2 separate regions of the Mus musculus genome follow, and region 1 is linked to region 2. The links are chromatin contacts, called in public Hi-C maps. All regions are on one chromosome and are shown on one strand. The core of a region is the stretch at or near the end of the contact, and the rest is flanking DNA. Distances in the headings are between cores, read along the strand shown. Region 1 has its middle 210 kb from the start of Gm38516. Region 2 holds the start of Has2 (hyaluronan synthase 2).

The links. Hi-C and Micro-C count contacts between places; a contact is called where the count stands out from the background.
Region 1: a Hi-C map of the C2C12 cell line shows a contact between it and region 2, with 2.9 times the contacts expected there. The contact joins the enhancer-like site here to the promoter of Has2 in region 2. A contact is called at or near these places in 5 of 39 promoter capture datasets (the 3T3-L1 cell line, 3T3-L1-derived adipocytes, frontonasal cranial neural crest and 1 more), 1 of 484 Hi-C or Micro-C datasets (the C2C12 cell line) and 1 of 115 datasets of contacts at active chromatin or transcription factors (embryonic fibroblasts).

Annotation. Positions count from the first base shown.
Region 1 is chr15:56,974,070-56,979,913 of GRCm38.p6, reverse strand. No RefSeq gene overlaps it. Among named protein-coding and RNA genes, the nearest start is that of Gm38516, 210 kb to the right of the region's middle. Within about 2 kb of position 4,208, at least 26 of the 459 cell types and tissues checked have an H3K27ac peak or open chromatin away from gene starts, as enhancers often do. A contact at or near this core is called in the C2C12 cell line and embryonic fibroblasts, where this site is marked.
Region 2 is chr15:56,692,662-56,698,882 of GRCm38.p6, reverse strand. Has2 (hyaluronan synthase 2) reads left to right here and starts at 4,337. Exons shown (of 4, transcript NM_008216.3): 1 at 4,337-4,889. It overlaps Has2os (hyaluronan synthase 2, opposite strand), which reads right to left. Exons shown (of 4, transcript NR_002874.2): 2 at 5,115-5,269; 3 at 4,806-4,928; 4 at 4,423-4,520.

The DNA of each region.
Region 1 (5,844 bases), core at 2,959-5,458, 280 kb before region 2:
TTCTGAGAATGTCTCTACAACTTAAAAGTATTTAATATGTAACTGTGGATGACATGCAGTCTTTTCACAAATCAATCACCTTATTCCCAGTGTGAGGAAATATGTTATTCATGATTTCAATGCTAAAAATCTCTAGCATTTATAAGAACTAGTATCACAGATCAATTTTACCTGCCTCCTTTAATTAGTTGTTATAAAATACTTCACTTTTTTGTCATTTTGCCCCCATATTTATATAGCACATGAACTACATTATACTTTGATGTGGCCATCATCCATGAGATTAAAATGACAAAATGAAAAGCCTCTGACCTATTTATGCCACAACGATCATTCATGTCACCATGGCAGTAACTAAGTATTGCTGTGGTCTGAGCTGCTTTAATGAAAATGTCAGTCTCAATGAAGACAAAGCACTTTCCAGGGTGATGATAAAAATTAACATTTCTAATATTCTTGTCTGCTATACATGAGGAATGGTAGCAGCAAGCAGAGTTATATCAAAGTCACATAAAGTTAAGTGTGACTGTATATTTATTGCTGAGTAATTATATAACTAAATCTATTGCTTAGCACATTGACAAGTTTCATTTTAATTAATTGAATTTTTACTCCTTCAAATCCTGATGATATATCTTTGGTAAAATTCAAAGTTAATACAGACCAATATGAGTTTATTGAAGTATAGGAAACAAGATAAAACAAGGTTGTAAATAACATAACTTAAGAGATATGATCATTTTTCAGAGAGGTTTAATGAGAATATTGTGCATACTATGACACATGCCTGAATACAACAGTTAGGGAGAACACTCTAGAATTTTTACATACATTAACATATAAATAAATACATACAATACTAAGAGTTTATAAGCACATATACATTAAAGCACGCATGAATGCCCACATAGACGCACACAAACACACAGAGACATACACACACAGACACACATTCATATCCTACCTCAATTATTCATAAGTTGTAAGTCTTAAGTCTCACAATGAAAATTTGAAACAATTGACAAGTCTGGATTATTATTCTCATTTATGTGTATATCTATAATTGAGTGTTGTTTAAAAGTTGGAAAGAGTAAAAAAGCACCACTATTCCTCAGGTGACAAAAATAGTAGAAACATCCCTGTTTTCTTTAAACAATTCTCTGTATTAAATTATTATTGAGAATTTATTAGGTAAAACAAAATAACTCAATGCATTTTTCTAAAGGTTCAGCTCACCTTAGTGGCCAAGAAGAGAATGTCATGTCTTAAAACTATTTTTAACAAGAATAAGATGGGAAGAGAATGTTGAAACTGTGTGACTTTTCTTTCTTGATGGAGTTTGTTTTTGGAGGGCCAACAATGCATTGTGAGCTTCCGCTGATTTGCTTAACAGTGAACAGACATTGAAGTTAAGTCTCACAGTCAACAAAATTTAGACAACCTGGATACACAATCCGGCTCTCTAGGCCTTATCTGACATTTGCATCCATTCATCTTTTCAAAGTCACTCATCAAGAAGTTGACAAAGAGCTCAACTTCTCAAATGCCTACTGTTTACTTATAAACACAGGAAGTTCATGCTTCTCAGAATTAAGCCTGATGCCTATCTTTGTGAACTGAATTCCACAGGTTCAGAAGAAACCCAGGTGACAAACACTTGAAGGAACCTGCTTACTCATTACTGACTCAAGACTTACTACCTTGCAATCTGGAGTCACTCCAACGTTTTATGTAAAATACAATATTTTATCTGCTTAGAAAGGAAAACCTACTAGGCAGACCCATCTAGAAAGCTTCAGAGAGATACCTGCCATTCAAAAGTAGCCATTTCTAAATTCCCATTTGAAATACTTTGATAAATTGTTGTTTTATTGTAATTATCATCACATTTGAAGTTCCTACTATTTTCAAGTAATCAGAACACATGTGAGAAAGACAAACCAATGCACATATTTCCTGCCTGCATCTCTAAGCGATTTTTATAGCACCATGCATCAACTTTCAATGTACCTACTGTATAAGTGGAAACTTGAGGGGCTGAGTAAAAGGGGAGTTGCTGTGTGTGATCCATCCCTTCAGAATCCTCAGAAACAATGTGTTGTGTCTCTGCATTTACAGTCAGAATTTATGTGATTAATCTCCAGGTTGAATTGATAAATCATTTCTGAAAGATAAACAGACATGAATGTAGAGCTATTGGCATGATGTTGTACTATTCTTTTATTTATTTATAATTCTTCCACTTATCCAAGAAAAATGCTTGGGTCTTTGCAGTAAATGTATTAATATTCTTAGTCTCCAAAGATTATACAGGTAATCCAGTGTTGAAAGGTAAGTACCTAACGAAGGCTACCTGGAGTCCACCTTATAGGATATTGACACTCTGTCTTGTTCTGTCAAAGATGCTGTGTTATCTTACTAAGTACTACAAGGGGAGGACTCTGTACATAGAATGTAAGCTAGCATTTCACATATTTTGGTTATGTATGTATGTATGCATGCATGTATGTATGCATGTAAGTATATACAGAGGTACAATTATACTTTGGGCAGGAAGTTTTGTCTTCTTTACATTAAGGTCCAGGAAAGCTGATAAGCTGATACATTACTGTGAACAAAGTGAGTGTATTTAGAATTGTAAGGACTAACCAAGAAGTTAAGAATCAATTTTCTAGTAGACATATAGTTCAGGGAGAGTAGCTGTAACAGTGCCTATTTAAATCAAATAGAAGAATAGTCTGGTGTGGGAGGCCTACAATCCTAGGTATTGAGGAGGCTGATTCAAGCAGATGTCAAGCTTGAATTTACCGTGAGCTATGAAGTGAGCCCAAGACCAGTCTGAAGAGTTTAGTGAGACTCTGTTTCAAACTAAAAAGTAAAGAATGGTTTGGGGTTCACAACTCTGTGAAAGAGCTCTTGCTAGCTCCTGTTCAGTTGGCACTGCCACAAACAATAGAAAATGCTGCTGATAGCATGTGAGTTAAAGATGTTCTCCAAGTACCACCCAGGGGGCAGTAGGCAGAATTCTAGAAGATGGTTTCAAACATGGAAACTCTAATTCTGAGAGCTCATAAATATCCCGAAATCTCTTCTAATGTTGCATTATGCCACGGGACCTAAAAGCCATAGGAATTAACTTTTCACAATGAGGATTTTCTCTGTGGAGTCATAAAAAGAGTCACTCAGAAAGATGCAAAGCTTGAAGACTACATTCTCTGTCAAATTGAGAGTCCTAGCTGCAAAGATGGGAGTTCTGTGAAGAAAAGAAATATTCCTGCGGGGATAAGAATGCAGCAAGCCAAGAGCTTGACTTCAATCCTGCAAGAAAAAAAAACAAAATAAAACAACAACAACAACAACAACAACAACAACAACAACAACAACAAACCCAGCCACATTGTGCCAGGCTTTCTCAATGTCACACTTGTGAGCCAATAACAAAGTATGCAATAATTTGTCCTATAACAATAGAAGACAGACACACAGGGGGATAAACCTATTGAAGACTAATTCTAAAACAAATGATATTCAATACCCTTTAAAAAAATAAAAGTGTACTGAAACCATTAGAAGGAATTGCTTGGAAAAGTGACCCCATGGCTTTTGAGGGGTTCAGCAGGGAAGAGCTTGGTTACTCAATCATAAGTATACATTATGCAGCTATAGCTGTTTCCAGGACAGGAGAGTAGATATGTGTGCACAGCATTTAATGTATTCTATGGGCTTTCATCCATATTAAAGAGGCAAATGCTTTTATTTTGGGGGGAAAGGAGCATTTTAATGATCTATGAAAGATGCCAAGGTCTTTTTTTGTGGCCTTATTCAACTTGCCACAGAACTTGACTCAGACCCTGTCACACTGAGAAAATATATGTGGCTTTCCTTTATTCTTTCATGTGTTTTGAGTTTAATAACATATGCTGTTTATAATCGGTTTCTATAGAGCTCCTCTTTTGTCTTGTAAACAGTTGCAATGATTTACCTAGAGCTGTGGGGATTTTCTCTTTCTTTGTCCACCCCCGTCCTCTCCTCCTTGGCAAGTCTAAGTAGTTCCAGGGATTAACAGTGGCTTAACTTCAGTCATGTTTTGTGATAGATAATGAAGTTATTGTTCAATTTGGGCTCTTTGAGATGGTGTGAAATTAGCCAGTTGTCTTAGTCTTCTTGGAGTTGGCTCTCAATCCTGTCTTGAAGAGTCATGCCTGCTTGTGCTTCACTGATTCATCAAGAGTTCCTGTAAATGGATCCTCTGTGGGTAATGAGGCGCTCAGGGTAAGCAGGTCAGGTTATTTTTATTCCAAATGAATCAGATTCTTCTTGAAGAGATAATTGGCTCCTGTCTCTTATGGACTTAATGCAAGGCAGCTATTTGATTACTCAATTACATACTATTTTGTGGTTTTAGTATTCTCCTGTTTCAGAGGAAGGCATTGACACTCAATCCTGAAAGACCTGTGAGAAGTCGTAGATGCTAAGTACAAGATCAGCATGTTGCCAGACTGGAGGTGATTACCTATGGGTTATATTTAGGCAAGTCTTATAAATTGTCACACTATCACGTACACTATTTTTTTTTTGTCATCTAGGAAATGTTTTTCTCTTGCCTCTGACACTTTGAAATCTACTACAGTACAACATGACAGTTTCTTTCAAATCCACATCAAAAATATCAAGAATAAATTAACATATCCACATGTAACTTTTTTTGATTTTTAACTTTTCATATTATAAGTCATTAGTCAATGAAGTTTTTATGTTTCAATCGCTTACACTTTTCTGGGTGTGATGGCTCACATCTATAATTTCAGCACTTTGAAGGCTGAAGCAGGAAGATTGCTGTGAGTTCAAAGCTAGCCTGAACAATATTGAAGGCTGAGTAGCACTGGACTTCAGAGGAGGGCCCTGTCATTTTTATATATTAAATTGATCAGCTCACTCATACTAATCCCTGATTTTTAGTGATCACTAATCTCTAGTGAATAATGTAGCCCTTCTCTGAGTCTCAGTAAAAATGCAGGGTCTTTTAAAAAGCCACACTGGTTCACTAACAGGACTACACCCTGTTCTAGGAATCCCTTCTGATTTCTACTTATCTTACTGCAGTAATCATCCTAATTGATTATTAATTTAATATCATCCAAAAGTGTTTTATCTCTCTACTTTAACAGTGAGCTGCTCAGGAACTCTGTTTTCTTTAACTGTGGATAATTGGCTTTTTTTTAGGGCAATATTTTCATTTATTCTTTAAACTTTTCTTATACACATACAGTGCTTTTTGTCAGATATACTGCCACTACCCCTTTGAACTCCTGCCCTCCAGGCCTCAATAACATACCTACCCCCAAACGTCATGCTCTCTTTTAATTTTATTCTTATTAATTTATTACTATTCCATGATACCAATTAGAGCCTATCATAAACATATGTGAAGACGTCTACTGGGTGATGGCTCCCATTTCCCAGGAAAAGTGACTCTCCTCCTTTAGCAGCTATCAACAATCAGTAGCTCCTCCAATATGAATGGGCCTTGAAAGCTCCTTCCCTTTAGCATCTTGGTCTTGTGAAAGTCTTGTATAGAGAGACACATTTGCTAGAGTCTCAGGTGTGTCATATCTAAAAGATATGCTTTGTAATACTTTCCCCGACTCTCAGCTCTCACATTCTTTCCAACCCCTCTTTTTCAATGATCACTGAGTCTATTATTGTTTTCTATCTATCTATCTATCTATCTATCTATCTATCTATCTATCTATCTATCTATCTTCTATATCTATATAACTATATATTGCGGGGTTAAAAGGTCTGTATTTATTTTATTTTTTTCCTTTCATTGAAAACAGATTC
Region 2 (6,221 bases), core at 3,088-5,587:
TAGACCAGGGAAGTGCTGTGTTTTAGTTCTTATTCAGTATACAAAGTGATACTGATTTATATCAAGGTTCAGAGAGAAGGGCTTCTTCCAGAGTGGTTCTAATTCTTCTGTCCCTGAACAGCAAATAGGGCAAACATGTAGACATTACCAAGCAAAGCAAGGGGATTTATTAAGCAAGAACTCGGTTTTGAGGGAGGAAGCTGGCTGGTGCAGGTTGAGAAGGGGCAGGAAGAACCAGAGCTTTTATGACATACACCTCCAGCATTTTGGCTTTTTGTGCACATGCTATATCTGTTCCATTAGTTCTACATTCAACTCTCCATGTCCTTTGTCTTATAAGCATCTAAAATGTCCGCTCAGAGAGTGACGTAAAGATGCAAGCTCGTTTTATTGTGTCTGGCATGGAGGGTGGTGGGAAGGGTAGAGGGAGTGAAGGGATGTACTTAAGGAGATGCACGTGGGATGGATGGACACGAGATTTCTTTTTTGTCATGTTTTATTATTTTTTCTTTTGAGACACGGTTTCTCTGTGTTGCCCTGGCTGTCCTGGAACTCACTCTGTAGACCAGGCTGACCTCGAACTCAGAAATCTGCCTGCCTCTGCCTCCCAAGCGCTGGGATTAAAGGCGTGTACCACCACTGCCCAGCTGTCATTTGTTTTATACATATGTTTTACACATGTTAATTTTTTAGGCTGGGCAAAGCCTTCTGGGGTCCTCTCTGAACTCTACTCTCTGCTTCATTAATGTCATTAAAAACATGTTAAATCACATACAATAAGCCAAAAGTTTTCTAATATTTGTCCTAGTCTCTGGGTCTTTTTGTCATAAGGAGCATTAAGTATTCCCTCTGGACATCTCTGTTCCTAGTTTGCCATCTTATGTCTATCGGCAAGTAAAATCAACAAGAAGAACACAGAGTCACATACTACAGCATTTACTATATATAACATAAAATAGTATTTTTTCAATCCTTGCAGGAACCCAAGACTCTTCAAGACTATCAACTATACTTATAATGATTCTAACACATTGTTTTTATCTTCCTCATTGCCTTGACACAGAGAGTAGTGGGTAACCTGCCAGACTTTCAGGAAGAAAAAACATCATTGCACTGAAGTGACCCCCAGACACACTCATGAGCAAAGGACCGTCTCATTTGAGAAAGCCCTGGATCACGTAGTGGGAATTGCTGAGTAAATTATAACCCTTGACTTTACCAGCTTTTAAGAATATATGTGAAGATGTGAGATGCACAGGGAAAAGCCTTCTGCTTTGTTTTTGTTTTGTTTTGCTTTGTTTTTTTGAGACAGGGTTTCTCTGTGTAGTCCTGGCTATCCTGGAACTCACTCTGTAGAGCAGGCTGGCCTCGAACTCAGAAATCCGCCTGCCTTTGCCTCCCAAGTGCTGGGATTAAAGGCGTGAGCCACCAATGTCGCAGGGTGGGAAAAGCTTTCTGCAGTGCACTTACTTACATGGTTGCTAGGTGGAAAGGGTTCCATATGTTTGCTTTCTGTAATGGATATGTAGCTCCTGGGACATTTTTTTTTTTTTACTTGAATGAGGAAACTCCTAACAGTTCATTGTTTTCACTGACTCTTGTATCACGCTGTAGGCAAGATTGGTCTTTATTCTTCTAAGAGCTGGGATTATGGCTGTGCACGAATAATGCTCAGCTTCATGATTTTTTCCCTCTATGAAGCAAACCTGCCTGCACAGTTTCAGCAACTGACAGCCTCTGCTGCTGCTGCTCCTGCTGCTGGAAACACGAAACATCCAGGAGAAAAATTCTCACGTGAGAAATTTGCATTCCTCAAGATGTGTATGAAAGGCTCCAGTATCGAAATATATTAGTGGACAAGCTTGGACATAGTGCTAATGATTAATTGTTTTTGTAAATAGTTTAGTAGTGATAATTTGGACATCAGAATAACCCAGTACACCAATAAATTTCAGTATCAACATGTGATACTATAAATATTTTCAAGAGATAGACAGACAGAGAGAGAATATGAATGCATCAACGATAAACGTTCCTTTTCTTTGATTTTTTTTTCTCCACTAGCATCTACTTCCAGAAAACTGAAGTGCCTTTCCAATCCCACAGACAATAAATATTAAAGGTGTGATCTGAGTGTAAGGACTCTTGAATTGTGGATCCCTCTTCGCTTATAGGGAACTTTAACTGTTAGCTTTAAATTATGCTAGTATTTTCTCTCTTGCCTCTGTGAGGACAGGGAAGTGCACAGATGTAGAACCAAAGTTTATACTTGCCTACAGCTGGGGGGAGGGGGGGGCGGAGGGCATGCAACTTTGTTTTATGGCTTATGAATTACAAGGAAGAAACAACAAATGTGTTTTTCTTTAATAAAGAAACTTAGTTTTACTAGGTGTTCTGCTGCTTGAACTGTTAGCATAAGGACGATTTAACACTATTAAGCAACTGTTAGAGTAACTTTGCTTGTGGGCATTTAGGCATTTAGAGATAGAGAAATGGGAGCTATGAGGCCACTGGGGAGTTTACAGGTAGAGACTTGGCATCCCACAATTTCTCCCAACTCAGTTTAATTTACATTATAAGTCACGGCGCAGAAGTTGAGTAATACTTTAAAATAGCAATTTACCACTTCCCAGACCATGAAAAACCAGGAAGCTCAGGTCTGATTAAGTGTGATGAAATTGCGCTCTGAAATTTAAGGCAGTCTTTGCAACAGTTGAATCACCTCAAGCGGGAGTTCAAAGGCTAGAGTCAAGAGAGTTGTGGGGGGGAAATGAGGAAGTCTCCCCAGAGTGGCATGAAGTCAGCCACCAAAGTGATGGCTCCCAGAGGTGAAATGGCCTTGTGTTTGGGTGTGTGGGGGGAGGTGAGGGTCGGGGGTGGGGGGACTGGCTTTGCAGATCCAGCTTTGTGGGGGATGGGTCGGCTGACAACTGCGAGTTGCAGTCACACTCTGCATCCCTATTCACAATCCTCAACTCCACACCTGCCTGATATGTTGCGAGCCTCACTCCCGGTTTATTCCACTTTTCTCTTTTTGTCTGACCTTTAACTATTGCCCAAATTTATATTCCGATCTTATCCGAAACACATATACCATACAGCATCAAGATGCGGTAGAACTCAAACGAAGCCCACATCAAGAGCACGAAGAAGGGAAATAAAAGAAAGGAGGGGATGGGTGGGGAAGAACAGAAAAGGAAGTAAAAGGCAAGTAAGGTTTTAGCAGATTTCAGTTTTAGCCTTACTGCGTAAATCCGCTTTCATTTTTTCCTAAACAGCGCCACCTAGTGTCCATTGTAGCTCTCTGAGTTTTTTTTTCCTTTTACCTTTTCCTTTGGGTGGGGGCAGGGGCGGGGACCGCAAGGATCAAGGGAAAAGGGCGCGGATGCCCTAAGGTTGAAAAAAAAAAAAAAAAAAAAAAAAAAAAAAAAAAAAACCCGAGAAAGAAAACTCTCCAGTCTTGGCGTCATTGAAATTTTAAAATGGTATTTTGAAAACATTAAGTAAAAGGCTGTCAAGAGGCAAAAGTAATTTCAGATGTTTTACGAGATGACTGCTTCCGTACACTTTCTCAGGTTTATTGCTATCATCATTATTATAAACTTCCAATCGAGAATCTTTTGTATGTTTTCATGTCTGAGAATCATGAGAAAAAAAGAAATTTAAAAATTTTCCTCATTTCAGTGTCCAGCCCACCCACAGCGAAAACTGCGGGGGGGGGGGGGGGGAGACGTTGACATTTGCCTTTTGCTTAGAAAGTTTAGAGCTGGGAGGAAGAAAGGGTTAACAAATGGCAAACTAGTCGCTCTTTTTAGCGTCCTAGGCCATTTGTGGAGCAAACTAGGTAGCACGGACGTACACACACACACACACACACACACACAACGCGCACACACACACAGAGTCAGTATTCCGCCAAGAGCAGTGATTTAGCCTAAGAGAACCGTTTGGCCTTAAAATCATTTATATGCAACGGGGAGTTTATCAAGTCGAGGGAATCCTTGTAACGCAGACAGACTTCAGCAATATTTGCAGAGCAGGGCTGCCCGCTCCGCGGTCACTGCCTGAGGAGAGGTATCAGGCGGTGGTCAGCATCTGTGCTCCGCGTTTCTCAGCACACGTTAACAATCAAGTTAATTGAATTCATTGGAGTTTAGAAGCGGCCTCTAGCTCAGAGAGGGCTTTGAATGGCCAATTTCTCTCTCTTCCCCCCACTCCTCCCCGCCTCCCATCCCGCCCAGTCCCTCCCCTCCGGGTTCCCCAGTCTACACCTCCCTCCTCCACTCCCCTCACCCCCACTCCCTCCTCCGTCCTATTAAAACACCCACCGGCTCACTTGTTAAGACCCCCTTAAGTTGGAGGAGGCAGAAAGGCAACCACAGCGAAGAAGAAGGAGAAGTCAAGGCGTCTGGAAAGAATTACCCAGTCCTGGCTTCGAGCAGCCCATTGAACGGGGGACTTGAACCAGCCAAAGACTTCTTCATTCTGCTCTTGCTAGACTCTGCTGAGTCTTGACCCGGCTTGTAGGTTGATGTGAAAAGAGATTTTGTGTCGTCGGAGGGAAGGGGATTGGAGCAAATAGCAAAACAGGGGGAAAAGTTAATTTATTTTTAAAGCACATTTAACAAAAAGAATTAGAAGACTTAAGTGCAGCGGAAATAATAAAAGAGAATATTAGTGAAATTTCTTCTCAAAGAGGGGAGAACCAAGCATTTAAGGCTCCCCCATCTTTTTTTTTAAATGTTGTTTTTAAATTTCTTATTTTTTTTGGCCGGTCGTCTCAAATTCATCTGATTTCTTATTACCTCAATTTTGGAAACTTCCTTCCACGACCCTCCGGGACCACACAGACAGGCGGAGGACGAGTCTATGAGCAGGAGCTGAACAAGGTACGTTATACAGACGCGTTTGGGTGAACTTTGAATTCCCTAGATAGATTGGGGGCAGAGAAGAAATTATCAACAGAGCTTTAAAAAAAAAACCAACAACAAAAACCCCCTAGTTTCTATAGAAACATTTGAGGTCTGAAGTGTCCCCCAACTCCCCCCCCTCCCCCCCGCAACAAACTGCCCATGAGGGAATATTGCCAATCACTATCAAGTCTCGCAGCATACCCTGGGTTTTAATCATCCGGTGAAATCCGCTGCCTCTCTGGGCGCACAGGTAACTTGCGTGGCCAAGGAAAGCTGATTGTCCCGGGGTGTACTTTTCCACTGGGCATCTTCCCGAGCGTCAAAGGGGCTCCGGAGTCAGAAAACAAGGATTTCCACTGTGTACGGAAAATTCATCCCACAACTGTCCTTACCTTCCTACCCTTCCCTTCTTTCTCCCTCACCTCCCACCAGTATGTGGGCTGGACACCCTGGCACAGTTCTGTGCGGGGGTGGAGGTGGGGGTACAAACAAAACCGCTCAATTTTGGCTTAGACTGAAAGGGTTAAACGATCCGGGTTTCCAGCTACGTTAGGCTGGAAGAGACCCCAAGGAAAGTCCTGCGCCACCTCCTCGCGCTACCATCCTGGTTCAGCCACTCCCCCCTTTTCCCGGGCCTCCACTCCTTTGCAGTTTCCAAACTCCATTAAAGTGTCAGGCAGCGAGCATCCGGGCACAGCCACCCCGAGAAAGCCTTTCCTGGGGCAAGGGGTCCCTCACGCAGGCATTCGCCGCTGGGGGAGAGAAGAGAGCGCGCATCCCTCCTTGCGCTGGCCGGCCGGCCCGCACCCCTTGGGCAGGGCGTGCGCGCGGACAGCGCTGCGCTCCCGCAGCTGCACCAAGTCCCGAGCCAAATCCGACGTGGCACGGAGCACGCTGGCGCTTCTTTCCTCCGTTGCAGCTGGAGACGCTGTTGTGTGGGGGATTAGGGGACTCTGTCTCTAGCCCCTTGTCCGATGTGGGGTCGAGGGGCCCTGGGAGCCTGGGAAGAGGTGGGAAGAGAGCCAGACACGGGATAATCAACACCTTGGACTGAATTCGTCACGGTGGTTCCCGCCCAGAGTGAGCCAGGGCTTAGAAATCGGTCCCGGTGAACCAGAGGGCGGGTCTGAAAGGAGGGTCTGTGTAAGGGTGAGAACTTCGTGGCGACAGAGGCGGCTTCCTCTGGCCCAAGAAAGGCAGCCCAGGGGAAACAGCTCTGAAAGGACCATTAAGACAGGGCTGGAAGCATAGGCGGTGTCTGAGAACGAAGGCTTCTAAGACCCAGGTCTCATTACATAGTCGTAGGTG